Linked DNA regions of Sus scrofa: region 1 is linked to region 2. The links are chromatin contacts, called in public Hi-C maps. All regions are on one chromosome and are shown on one strand. Each heading gives the region's core, a stretch centred on a gene start, on an enhancer-like site or on the middle of the called end of the contact. The rest is flanking DNA. Distances are from core to core; before and after follow the strand shown. Region 1 has its middle 28 kb from the start of PALM2. Region 2 has its middle 36 kb from the start of PTPN3.

Region 1 (6,140 bases), core at 1,654-4,153, 180 kb after region 2:
TTTCCAAGAAAAACAACACAGCATTCATATCTTTTGAAATTTAAGCCTTTCTTAAGACCCATAACGCTTTCTACCTTGCATTGTGGTTATTTATGATGTGTATTTCCTAATACATTTTGAGAACTGGGGACACACTTTGCTTTAGAACCTAGCACAGTGCTTGGTATATCATAGATTCTGAATGAATGAATGACCAAATGCACTCTTTTTTCTTGTTTAGTATGTGAATGTACTCACTTGTTTATGTTCCATATAGACATTTTATTTTATTTTATTTTTATTTTTTTTGTCTTTTTGCCATTTCTTGGGCCACTCCTGTGGCATATGGAGGTTCCCAGGCTAGGGGTCCAATTGGAGCTGCAGCTGCCAGCCTACACCAGAGCCACAGCAACGCGGGATCCGAGCCACGTCTGCAACATACACCACAGCTCTCAGCAACGCCGGATCCTTAACCCACTGAGCGAGGCCAGAGATCGAACCCGCAACCTCATGGTTCCCAGTTGGATTCGTTAACCACTGTGCCACGAGGGGAACTCCCATATAGATATTTTAAAAATAGAAATAGAGGAGTTCCCACTGTGGTTCAGAGGGTTAAGAACCTGACAGTATCAGTGAGGATGCAGGATTGATCCCTGGCCTCGCTCAGTGGATAAAGGATCCAGCACTGCCACAAGCTATGCTGTAGGGTGCAGATGCAGCTCAGATCCAGTGATGTCATGGCTGTGGCTAGGCCAACAACTGCAGCTCCAACTCAACCCCTAGCCTGGGAACTTCCATATGCGGCAAGTGTGGCTATAAAAAGGAAAACATAAAAATAGAAATAGAAAAATCACAAAGTCATTGGAATGGGATGAAAATGGAAATGAGAAAGGGATAAAAATATGCCTGAAAGTGAAAATCTCCCGAGCAGTATTAAAATCCTTATTAGAAACAGTAAATAACTGAACTGAAGCAGTGCAGGACTGAGCCATTATTAGGGAAGATAAATTAGAAACATCTCTCGAAATGCAGAGAAAAAGGAAAAAGATCTGTAAATGACAGGAGAGATATATTGTTAAATATGGCAAGCCAGGAATGGATTTACAATCTCAAAATTATGTTTATTTTTGAGTTAGTAAGAATAGCTGGAACAGAAAACGTTGTGAAGTGTTCCAAGAGACAATTTTCTGTACTGAAACTCAGAGTACGGTTGTCATACTCCATGCAAAATGAGTGACAATATTTCTGCATCACAAGGATAAAGCAAAATATCTTGCAAATCTCAGCTGAGGTTGTCTAACTTCATGGCCTGGGGGCAATTTTCCACTCAGTTTCTTCATCTTGAAAGGAAAAGCTTGGCAGACGGCTGCTAGGTCCTTGCTAGACGTGACTATCTTCTGATCTCAATATTTTGTGGGTCTAGAACAGGGAGTGACTATTTGAACACCACACTTGAGAAAAAGGAAGCAATCGCGGTCAGTGGTTGTAAGTCACCCCACAACCAAGGCTCTCCTTCTCCTTAACGTCTTTTGCTCCCTGTGTTAAGCAGGTTCCAGGAATGTTTTAAGCACCACCCCCACCCCACTGTTCTCATAGTAACATCAGACCTCATAGTTCGGCCGTGTTCACTTCTTGCTCTGTTCCTCTCTTCCACAACCGTCAGCGATGAAGACACCTTCTCCCTGAACTCCCCTTGTGTCCCTTTAAGTCTGTGTCCTTTTTAGTCCCTTTAAGCGCACTGATCATTTTGGGCTCGCATAGCCCCTTCGTTCAAGCCTAGGCACCAAGCAAATTTTCCGACAGCGTATTCAGGGTTTCAGTGCCATCTCAGAAGGGAACACAGTTTCCATCTTGCTCATTGTTAGAGCCCTGCAATTAGCTCTTAGGAACTACCTTACGTGAAATGGCAGGAAGGCAGATCCAAATTATTTAAGCCCTCTCTATTGCCAGAGACAGATATGGGCTCCATTTGAGAGGGAGCTCATTGCTCAAAGTTTTCACTTCCTCTGTAACTTGATTTGTTGGCTGAAGTGGACGCTGTCTCCCTTCTTTCCTTTTCTCCGCAGTAAACTCTAGGAGCCATGTGTGTATGTGAGTGTGTGTGTATGTGTCTATGTATTTGCAGACATGTACAGAATTAGCTCCAAGAAGGAATAGACAGGCACCGCATCAGTCAGAATAGACCCTCACTCCCTCTCCTGTTTTGCTAAGTCACACTCCAGGTTATCTAAAAAGTCACTCAGGGGAGTTCCCATAATGGCACAGTGGAAACAAATCTGACCAGTATACATAAGGATGCAGGTTCGGATTCCTGGCCTTACTCAGTGGGTTGGGGATCTGGTGTTGCCTTGAGTTAGGGGTGTATGTTGCAAATGCAGCTTGGATCCTGTGTTGCTGTGCCTATGGTGTAGGCTGGCAGCTGCAGCTCCAATTCGACCCCTAGCCTGAGAACATCCATATGCCGTGAGTGTGGCCCTAAAAGTAAAATAAAATAAAATAAAATAAAATAAAATAAAATAAAATAAAATAAAATGTCACTCAGGAGTTCCCTGGTGGTTCAGCAGGTGAAAGAGCCAGTGTTGTCAGTGCTGTGGCTCTTGTTACTGCTGTGGCATAGGTTTAGTCCCTGGTCTGGGAAGTTTTACAAACTGCAGACATGGCCTAGATAAATAAATAAATAAATAGAACTGGGGAGGAAAAAAAAAAAAAGGTCACTCAGCTTCTATATTTTTAGCAACACTAAAAATAGGGGAAAAGTATCAATTCTATGAACAATAAACACATTTAGGACAAAAGTGGCAGAGAGACCGTAAAGCCCCCTGGGACGTGTTTCAAAGGCATCTTTTCCCTACGTGAGCTTGCAGAGGTGCAGCTGCCAGGGCGCCTTGGCCTCTGCACTTGATTTACACAATGGTCTGGCTTGCCCCATCTGTGACCACGCAGCTCGGCACTGGGCTTCATAAATTCAGACCCCAGAATACGGTTTATTTGTTCTCTGACTCCATCCAAAACGTTCCAGGGAAGCCAACTCCCCTCACCCCATTAAAAAGGTATACTACGTGTTTTTACTAGCCCATGGAGCTTGGCGTTAGGAGGTAACAATACGCGCTTTGTTACTCCACAAGTTTGCCCTGCCGTGTGCTGGAATTTTTGCCAGGGGTCTGCTGGTCTTTCCCAAGAGGGTTCGCAGTCCCGAGGAGCACTTCAAACTGCCGAAGGGCTGGCCTGAGCCTTGCCTTTTATGGTATTTTCCTTCTGCACGAGGGGATGACAACCACTTAGAGTGTCAGCCAGCGAGAAGCAGTTGACAGCAAAAAATGCGCTCTGCTCTTAGTCCCAGGAGGTCCTATCTGCCTTGAACTGTTGGTCTTTGAGCCCCCTCTCTGATACTGAATTTGGGAATGCCAGCGGGTTTGGAGGGAAGTGGGAGCCACTTAGAAAATTTCACCAGATAATTCTAGTTTAGAAAGCACAAAAGGACGTCTTCCCCTCCACCCTCATAAGTTAGTTAATAAGCACAGGGCGCAAGAAGCTCCCAAATAAATGGAAGAAAGGGAGCTAAATACAAGCTACGGAGTCAGTGCTTGATCATTTATGCTAATATTTTAAAACTTATTTTATTGAAGTAGCTTTGGTTTACAATGTTGTGTTAATTTCTGCTGTGCAGCAAAGTGACTTAGTTACATGTATATATTTATTCTTTTTTCCATTCTTCCATTATGGTTTCTCACAGGATATTGAATATAGTTCCCTGTGCTATGCTGTAGAACCTTATTTACATAGGCTAGTATTTAATTGTTTAATTCAATCTTTAGGTCAGAGTTAACAGAGGCAAGTCTACTTATTAATTATCAGCTCTTATTAGTGAATAATTATAGCTATATCGAACTAACCTCGCATGCACAGAGTCTAGTGTTCTAGCCCAGTAGATAAAAAGCACCAGCAATATCCCCTGGAGGTTGAAGGGAGGATGGTATAGGTCTGGTTCAGGCACTGTTGCAAGTGTCTCAGATACTGGGATCTCATTTAATCATCACAGCAACCAGATGACGTAGATTTTGCCGATGAGGAAACAAAGGTACAGAGAGATTAAGAAACTTGTCCAAAGTCACACAGCTGGTTAGTGGAAGCCTAGAGTTTAAACCCAGGCACTCTGGCTCCATGGGGATTTTGACAGACACATTGGGTGACGTGCAGTGGGCATGACAAAGGGGACAGAAGGAACAAGAGCAAAAGCATGGAGGAGGGACTAGGCACACATCTGGTTGGACTGAAGCATGTGTAAGAAGGTGGTGGGAAGTCACACTAGAAACATAAGGTACTGCTGTGTTACGGAAGCCTTGAATGCCGATGCGAATGCTCCGTAATTATTATTACCACTGCTCCTGCTACAAGCCAATTGTTTTCATAGGTTTTTTTTTTTCATTGTTTATGGTGTATCTAGACAAATACACAGTAGTTGAGCTCTATTTTGCAGGCACCTAAAGAATGGTCACCAGCTGCCAAATTCATCAGCCTCATTTCTTTGCCCTTGACCTACAATTGGTTGATGTTAAGCCACCACACTGATGAATACCACACTGTTAGAAAGTCTCTGGTATTGGGTCTTTTATTAAAAATGTCTTCTTACATGGATACTTTACTCTGGAAATTCTATTTGATTCCATTTCTAAGTAATGCTGTACATAACTGCCTCAGTAGTAATGTTTGGGCTTCATGTAGACTTTGATATAAACCCGCCCACAATTATGCAAAATCATAAGAAGAACCAAAGAATCAAATAGTTCTTCGTGCCAGTCACTTGTATGTCACAGAGCAGCCTTTCTGAGTAAAAGGCATCATCAAACGTGATTTCACTAAATGTTGCCTTGTGTATGTGGGTGGGGGCAGTAAATATTGAACCAGAAAGTAAGGTTCCTCCCATTTCCAGAAGACTAGCAACCTAAATGTCCATCGACAGAGGACTGGATAAAGAAGATGTGGTGCATATATACAGTGGACTATTACTCAGCCATAAAAAGAATGAAATAATGCTATTTGTAGCAACATGGGTAGAACTAGGGAGTATTATACCAAATGAAGTTAGACAGTGAAAGATGACATCCTATGAAGGGACACAAATGAACTTATTTGCAGAACAGGAACAGATTCACAGACTTTGAAAAACTTATGGTTACCAAAAGGGACAGGTGTGTGTGTGGGGGTGGGGTGAAGGGATGGACTAGGGGTTTGGGGTTGGCATATGCACACTGAGGTATATGGAATGAATGGCCAATGGGGACCTGCTGTATAGCACAGAAACTTCTACCCGATATTCTGTGATAATCTATGTGGGAAGAATCTGAAAGAGAATGGATGTGTATACGTGTATAACTGAATCCCTTTGTTGTACAGCAGAAATGACCACAGCATTGTAACTCAACTGTAGTTCAATAAAACTTTACAAAATGGAAAAAAAAAAGATTATGACTCCATAATTTTAAAGATCACAAGATGGTGCCACCAAAAGTATTATTTTGACCAGTTTTATCAAAATATTTACCAGTCCAAACTGAGTTTTATGCTATTACAATACACAATACACGGCTGTCTTCTTTTTCTTTTTCTTCTTCGTCTTTTTTTTTTTTTTGAGGGCCACACCTGCAGCATGTGGAAGTTCCCAGGCTAGGAATTGAATCAGAGCTACAGCTGCCAGCCTACACCACAGCCACAGCAATGCAGGATCCAAGCCGTGCCTGTGACCTATGCAATAGCTCAAGGCAATGCCAGATCCTTAACCCACTGAGTGAGGCCAGGGATCGAACCCACATCCTCATGGATAGTAGTTGGATTTGTTACTGCTGAGCCACAACAGGAACTCCCAAGACTATCTTCTTGTTTATATACTTGATTTATAAGTTTAGAGCACTTATTTGACTCATCATTTGGAATGAAGTTGGGTTGTGCTTTTTCACTTGAATGGAGGGACCAGGAAGGTGAGGGAGAAGAGAGGTTATGAGCCATGGCAAATGTGCCCAGCCCCTCTGTTCTTTCCCTTTTTTTTTTTGTCTTTTGTTGTTGTTGTTGCTATTTCTTGGGCCGCTCCCGCGGCATATGGAGGTTCCCAGGCTAGGGGTCGAATCGGAGCTGTAGCCACCAGCCTACGCCAGAGCCACAGCAAC
Region 2 (6,256 bases), core at 2,195-4,694:
TTTTAAATTACTCAAATGAATTTATCACATCTGTAGTTGTGTAATGATCATAATGATCCAATTTCACAGTGTCAGAAAGTTTTAAATTAAAATTAATTTTCTTTGGAGTTCCCGTTGTGGTGCAGTGGTTAATGATTGCGACTAGGAACCATGAGGTTGTGGGTTTGATCCCTGGCCTTGCTCAGTGGGTTGAGGATCCGGTGTTGCTGTGAGCTGTTGTGTAGGTTACAGATGTGACTTGGATCCTGCATTGCTGCAGCTCTGGCATAGGCTGGTGGCTACGGCTCTGATTAGACTCCTAGCCTGGGAATCTCCATGTACTGTGGGAGTAGCTCTAGAAAAGGAAAAAAGACAAAAAGCCAAAAAAAAAAATTAATTTTCTGTAACAGATATTTGGATACTCAGATTTTCTATTTCTTCTTGAGTCAGTTTTGTTCATTTGCATCTTTCAAAATGCTTGTCTATTTCATCTAAGTTGTTGAGTTTATTGGCAAAAATCTTTTCACAGTATTCTTTTATCGTCCCTGTAATTACTGTAAACTTAGTAGCAATGTCCCCCTTATCATTTCTGATATTGATAATTGTGTTTTTTTTTCCTTTTGGACTTGATCCATCTGGCTGAACGTTTGTCATGTTTGTTGATTTTTTTCAGGGAATGTGCCTTTAGTGTAGGTAATTTTTGGGGGGGTTACTATATTCCATTTCATTGATTTCTGCCTAGACAATTAATCTTGGACTTCACTTATTCTTGTCCTGTTACATTGTTAAAATTTTAAATGTAGAGGAATTAAAACCTTAGAAAGTAAGAATTTCCCATGGTCCAATCCCCCTGAGGTAACTGTCTTTTTACCAACACTCCATTTGCCAAAGGCATACCAAAGGACTTGACCTTCTTCTCATCCATTACCTGCCTTTGAACGTGTGTGCCTTTGCTCTTGCCATTCCTTCAGAAAGGAATATTCTGCCTACCTTTCTCTACCTGGTGAATTCATAGTTATTGAGGTCCATCTCCAATGCCACCTCCTCCTTAAAGTTTCCTTTAGTTCTTCCCATCAGAGTTTGTTCTCTTCTCTGTGTACCATGAGTCTGTACATGATTAGGTGACCGTGTTCATTGGAAGGGTAGAATTTGAATATGGTCCATTTGCTCCAAAGTCCACCCTCTTCTGTCCTGTACTCCTTCCTTGGAATTTTTCTTTTTCATTTTGCTTTTTAGGGCTGCACCTGAAGCATATGGAAGTTCCCAGGCTAGGGGTCAAATTGGAGCTATAGCTGCTGGCCTACACCATAGCCACAGCAATGCAGGATCAGAGCTGTGTCTGTAGCTACACCACAGCTCATGGCAATGCCAGATCCTTGACCCACTGCGTGAGGCCAGGGATCAAACCTGCATCCTCATGGATACTAGTCGGGTTTGTTTCTCCTACACCAAAACGGGAACTCCCTGGAATTTTTCTATTGTATTTTAGAGCAGTTTTCTATGATTCTTGACTTGTCATACTCCTTTTGTTTATTTCTTTTAATTGAGATATAATTCACATACCATAAAATTCACCTTTTTAAGGTGTACAACGATTATAGGATTTTAATCCCAAATTTCTTTATGGAAGGAATTATAGTTTCCTTAGTATTTCCAGTTCCTGGTACAGCACTTAACACTCAACAATAAAACACTCAATAAATGTTTTCTGAATAAAGAAAATAAATGTTTACTATATGCTCTATGCCAGCATTTCTCAAACTCAACATGCATGCAGATCACCCAGGGAGAGTGTTAAAATGCAGATTTTGATTTGGAAGCGGAATCTGAGATGTAAATTTCTAATAAGGTTTTACGTGATGCCCATGCTGCTGAGCAGAGGTCCACACTTTGAATTGCAAAGCTCAAATGTTCCTACTCTTGCAGTTCCCAATGTGGCTCAGCAGGTTAACACCCAACTAGTATCCAAGAGGATGCGGGTTGGACCCCTGGCCTCACTCAGTGGGTTAAGGATCCAGCGTTGCTGCAAGTAGCAGCATAGTTTGCAGAGGCGGCTTGGATCTGGCCTTGCTGTGGCTGTGGCATAGGCCAGTTTTGTTCCTACTCTGTAGAGTAAAGGTAATTCTCCTGAAATCCCACAAGAGGGCGCAATGGGCAAACATTTCTAGTGCTATTTATACTTGCAGTGAATGAATTCATGTGTGTTCCCTTCAGCAGCTATTTTGCTAATTATTATTTATTTCATGGAACAGGCACAGTAGATATCTCTGTATACTAAAAATAGACTTTCCTTTAAGCCACTTCATTTGAAGAATTCACCGAGATTATGCTCATAGAAACTGGAAAAGATACCTGTTTAGAAGTGTCAAGTAAGAATAGCACTAATAAATGATTATATATGAAAGGTCTGAAAGATGTGAAAATAATGATGATAGTAATAATAAAAGTAATAATGATAGTAGCAGTTATTTATTGCTACCTATTAAATGTATAGTATTGTACCACCTGCCTCAGATAAATGATTTCACTTAATCCTCACAACCACTTCATGAAATAGGTAATATTGCCCTCATTTTATAGGTAAGAATATCGATGCTAAGAGAAAATTAAATAAAATGCCAAAGTCTGGAAGTCATAATTGGAAGCAAAGAATTTTATCATCCTCCATCTTTTTCCAAAGGTCACTCTGCTATGTGCTGTGTTGCTTCCTGGGAATTTTCTATTGGGGTTTAGAGCAGTAATCTATGATTCTTCATTTGCCATACCCATTTAAAGAAATTGAGATATGATTCGTATGCTATACTATTCACCCTTCTAAAGCACGTAGTTCACTGGCATAAACATAAGATTGTACAACCATCATCACTACCTACTCCCGGAATATTTTGGTCACCCCCAAGAGAAGACCGTGCCCATCACCAGCGTGTCCTCATTTTTCCTTCCCCAACACCTGAAAAGCACTAATTTATCTTCTATTTCCATCTCTATGAGTTTCGCCTATTCCAGGCATTTCATGTGAATGGAATCAAACAATACGTGGCCTTTTGGGTCTGGCTTTTTCCACTGGCATAATGTTTTCAAAGTTCATCTGCGCTAAAGCATATATTGGTCCTTTATTCATTTTTAGGTCTGAATAATATTCCATTGTATGGATGTATTGCATTTTGTTTATCCATTCATTGGTTGACAGACATTTTTTTCCCCACTTTTTAGCAATTATGAATAATGTAGCTCTGAACATTTAGGTACACTTTATCTTGTTGACATAAGTTTTCCATTCTTTTAATACCAGGGAGTGGAATTGCTGGATTACATGTTAACTCTGTGTTTAGCTTTTTGAGGGACTTCTGGACTGTCTTTCATAGTCACTGCACCGTTTCACATTCCCACCAGCAGTTTTTTCCATATATTCATCAATCCTTCTTATCGATTTATCATGCTCTAGTGATAATGAATTAATTGAAGGGGATATCATCAAATTCTTAAATGTGTCTACATGAGATGCCCTTAATTTTTTAAAGCCATGAATGGGCTTCTGGGTACTATTGTAAAAAGATTGCTGAACTGGCTTCTTTCTCATTAACTATAGTTCTTTGTCATGAACTGTGTGACCCTGTATCATGATCCAGCCCTTTGGACTCTCAGCGGTAGATCTGGGATAATAAAACTTGCCTGGTTTCCCTGGTGGTCTTGGCCTGAAGTTAAAACCCTATAGTAAGGCAGGGGAAAAGCACTTTCACAAATGAGAGAGTTGCCACAAAGTTAATGGATTTTAAACACCAGTGCCCCTCTCTTGCATGGCCTCTTTCCAAGGCTCCTGTCTCTGGCTACTCTGTTACCCTTCTCCTCTAGTGGGATGGCCAAGGGCTTGTTGAGTCACAGTGACTTTGTTGCAAATGGCAGGAGTTCATATTTCTTTTATGGATGAGTACTATTCTAGTGTGTGTATGTATGTACATATCTATCTATATCTGTATGGAATTTATATGGATTTTCCATAGGAAATTTCCCAGGCCAGGGATTGACTCTGAGCCACAGCTGCGACCTACACAACAGCTATGGCAGCACCAGATCCTTACTCACTGCACTGAGCTGGGGGTCAAACACTCAGCACCAACATAGAGACAAGACAGATCATGAACCCACTGCGCCACAGCAGGAACACTTATGTTTTTGAAGTAGTGTTTTCATATTCTCTAGTTAAATACCCTGAAGTGAAATAGCTGGATGCTATCGAAGTTCTATTCTTAGTTTTCTGAGGAATCTCTCTCTCTCTCTCTTTTTTTTTTTTTTTTTTTTTTTTTTTTTTTTTGCTTTTTGCTTTTTGGGGCTGCACCTGAGGCATTTGGAGGTTCCCAGGCTAGGGGTCCAATCAGAGCTACAGCTGCTGGCCTACATAACAGAGAGCAACACCAGATCTGAGCCGTCTGCAACCTACACCACAGCTTATGGCAATGCCAGATCCTTAATCCACTGAGCGAGGCCAGGGATCGAACCTGCAACCTCATGGTTCCCAGCCAGATTCATTTCCACTGCACCACGATGGGAAATCCTGAGGAATCTCTTGGCTGTTCTCCATAGCGGCCACACCACTTTATATTCCCACCAGCAGTGCGTGAGTGTTCACTTTGCTCCACATCCTCATGGCTGTGGCTGGTTGTGTGCTGGGCACTCTGGCTGCAGTGTCTGGTGTGATAATCCCAGCGAGGGTGTGAGGAAGGCACCCCTTGACACATGCAGAGACTGAAGTTCAGAGGCTCTGTATGACCTGCTCAATGTCACACGACTACAAAGTCGAACCACTGCAAGTCACGCTCATCTCTGATCATCCCAGAGTCTAGGTTGTTCCTCTGAACCTCAACTCCAACTTCAGAACCTCCTCTCTTTTTTTTCAAACTGCCTGAAAAAGAAATTCAAAAACACCTACTACATAGTAACTCCTTTTAAAAAATAAAAATACTGAACGTCCTTAGAACTGTCGAAGAAGCAATCACTTGTTCGTTGCAGAACAACCTGGGGACCTTAGAAATGTGAAAAGCATTAAAAAAAAAAATCGCTGTGCTTTCTTGGGCTGAGAGTGAACAGAAAAATGACCTGCCTTTCCTACCTAACCCCCGCATTAGGGGAACAAGGAAACTTTGTGTATCCATCAGTTCCAGAAGGGGGGGGGTCGTGTCTGTGAGTAAAAGAGCAAGTTTCATCTTAGCCTTTGAGAATGATGTCTTTTCATGTCTTCCTGGGGTACCTGAAGCCCTGCCAGACTCGTGAGTGAGAAACCAGACCCACTCACCCTGGCCGTCTGCACCAGCCCCTCCAAATCTGAGGCTCTTTCAGGGGCATAAGTGCACCCTTGTCCTTGGGGCTCTGTTCACATGTTATTCTTTACATCACATGCATGCTCTTTACAGCCGTCTCTACATGTGGAACATTTCATAATGTGGTTCGAAAGTTCTGCTTACAAATGTAACACAAAGTAAGACTAATATTTTCAAAAGAAAGAGAGAAAAAAAGCTTTGAATAGCAGAATGGATAAATGAAACAGTCATACATTTCTTGGACTACTAGACAGTTAAAAGAGTGGGCTTGGAGTGTTGTGGCTCATCAGGTTAAGAACCTAAACAGTATCCATTAGGATGCGGGTTTTGTCCCTGGCCTCACTCAGTGGGTTAAGGATCCAGGGTTGCAGTTAGCTGGAGTGTAAGTTGCTGTCATGGCTCAGACACCGCAGTACAGTTGTAGCTGTGGTGTAGACTGGCAGCTGCAGCTCCAATTGGACCCCTAGCCTGGTAACTTCCAGATGCCGTGGGTGCGGCCCTAAAAAGACCAAAAATGAAATAAAATAAAATAAAATAAAAACATTGTTGTAAGAAAAGAGCATGTTGCAAAATGACATGCACAGCATATTTACATACATGTAAAAATAATAAACAATCTATAGATTTCCAATGGATATTGTCATTGGTAAAACTGTGTATTAAGGATGGAATACCAATCCTAGAATGGTGGTTACTTTGGCAGCTGCACCGTGGTGGATGTGCTGTGGGAACCGAGATTAATGGACACATAGGAGGACTTCAGCTTTGTCTATAACAGTTGTTCAAAGTGCAGTCTGAGGATCCATAAAATCCCCATGACCCCCTTGGGGGTTCTTTGGATTCAAAACTATTTTCATAGCAGCATGAAGATGTTATTTGCCTATTTCATGGTGTTGACATTTGCACTGATGGTGTAAAACCAGTGGTGTGTAAAGCCATCCCTTACTGGGAATCAGGGAGTC

Evidence for each region. A called contact is a pair of places that touch in the nucleus more often than the background predicts.
Region 1: a contact with region 2 is called in a Hi-C map of embryonic fibroblasts, with 2.3 times the contacts expected there. The contact joins two enhancer-like sites. A contact is called at or near these places in 4 of 47 Hi-C or Micro-C datasets (embryonic fibroblasts, epiblast stem cells, fetal heart ventricle and 1 more).

What each region holds. Positions count from the first base shown.
Region 1 is chr1:250,792,563-250,798,702 of Sscrofa11.1, forward strand. No RefSeq gene overlaps it. Among named protein-coding and RNA genes, the nearest start is that of PALM2, 28 kb to the right of the region's middle. Within about 2 kb of position 2,904, at least 12 of the 83 cell types and tissues checked have an H3K27ac peak or open chromatin away from gene starts, as enhancers often do.
Region 2 is chr1:250,616,452-250,622,707 of Sscrofa11.1, forward strand. No RefSeq gene overlaps it. Among named protein-coding and RNA genes, the nearest start is that of PTPN3, 36 kb to the left of the region's middle. Within about 2 kb of position 3,445, at least 2 of the 83 cell types and tissues checked have an H3K27ac peak or open chromatin away from gene starts, as enhancers often do.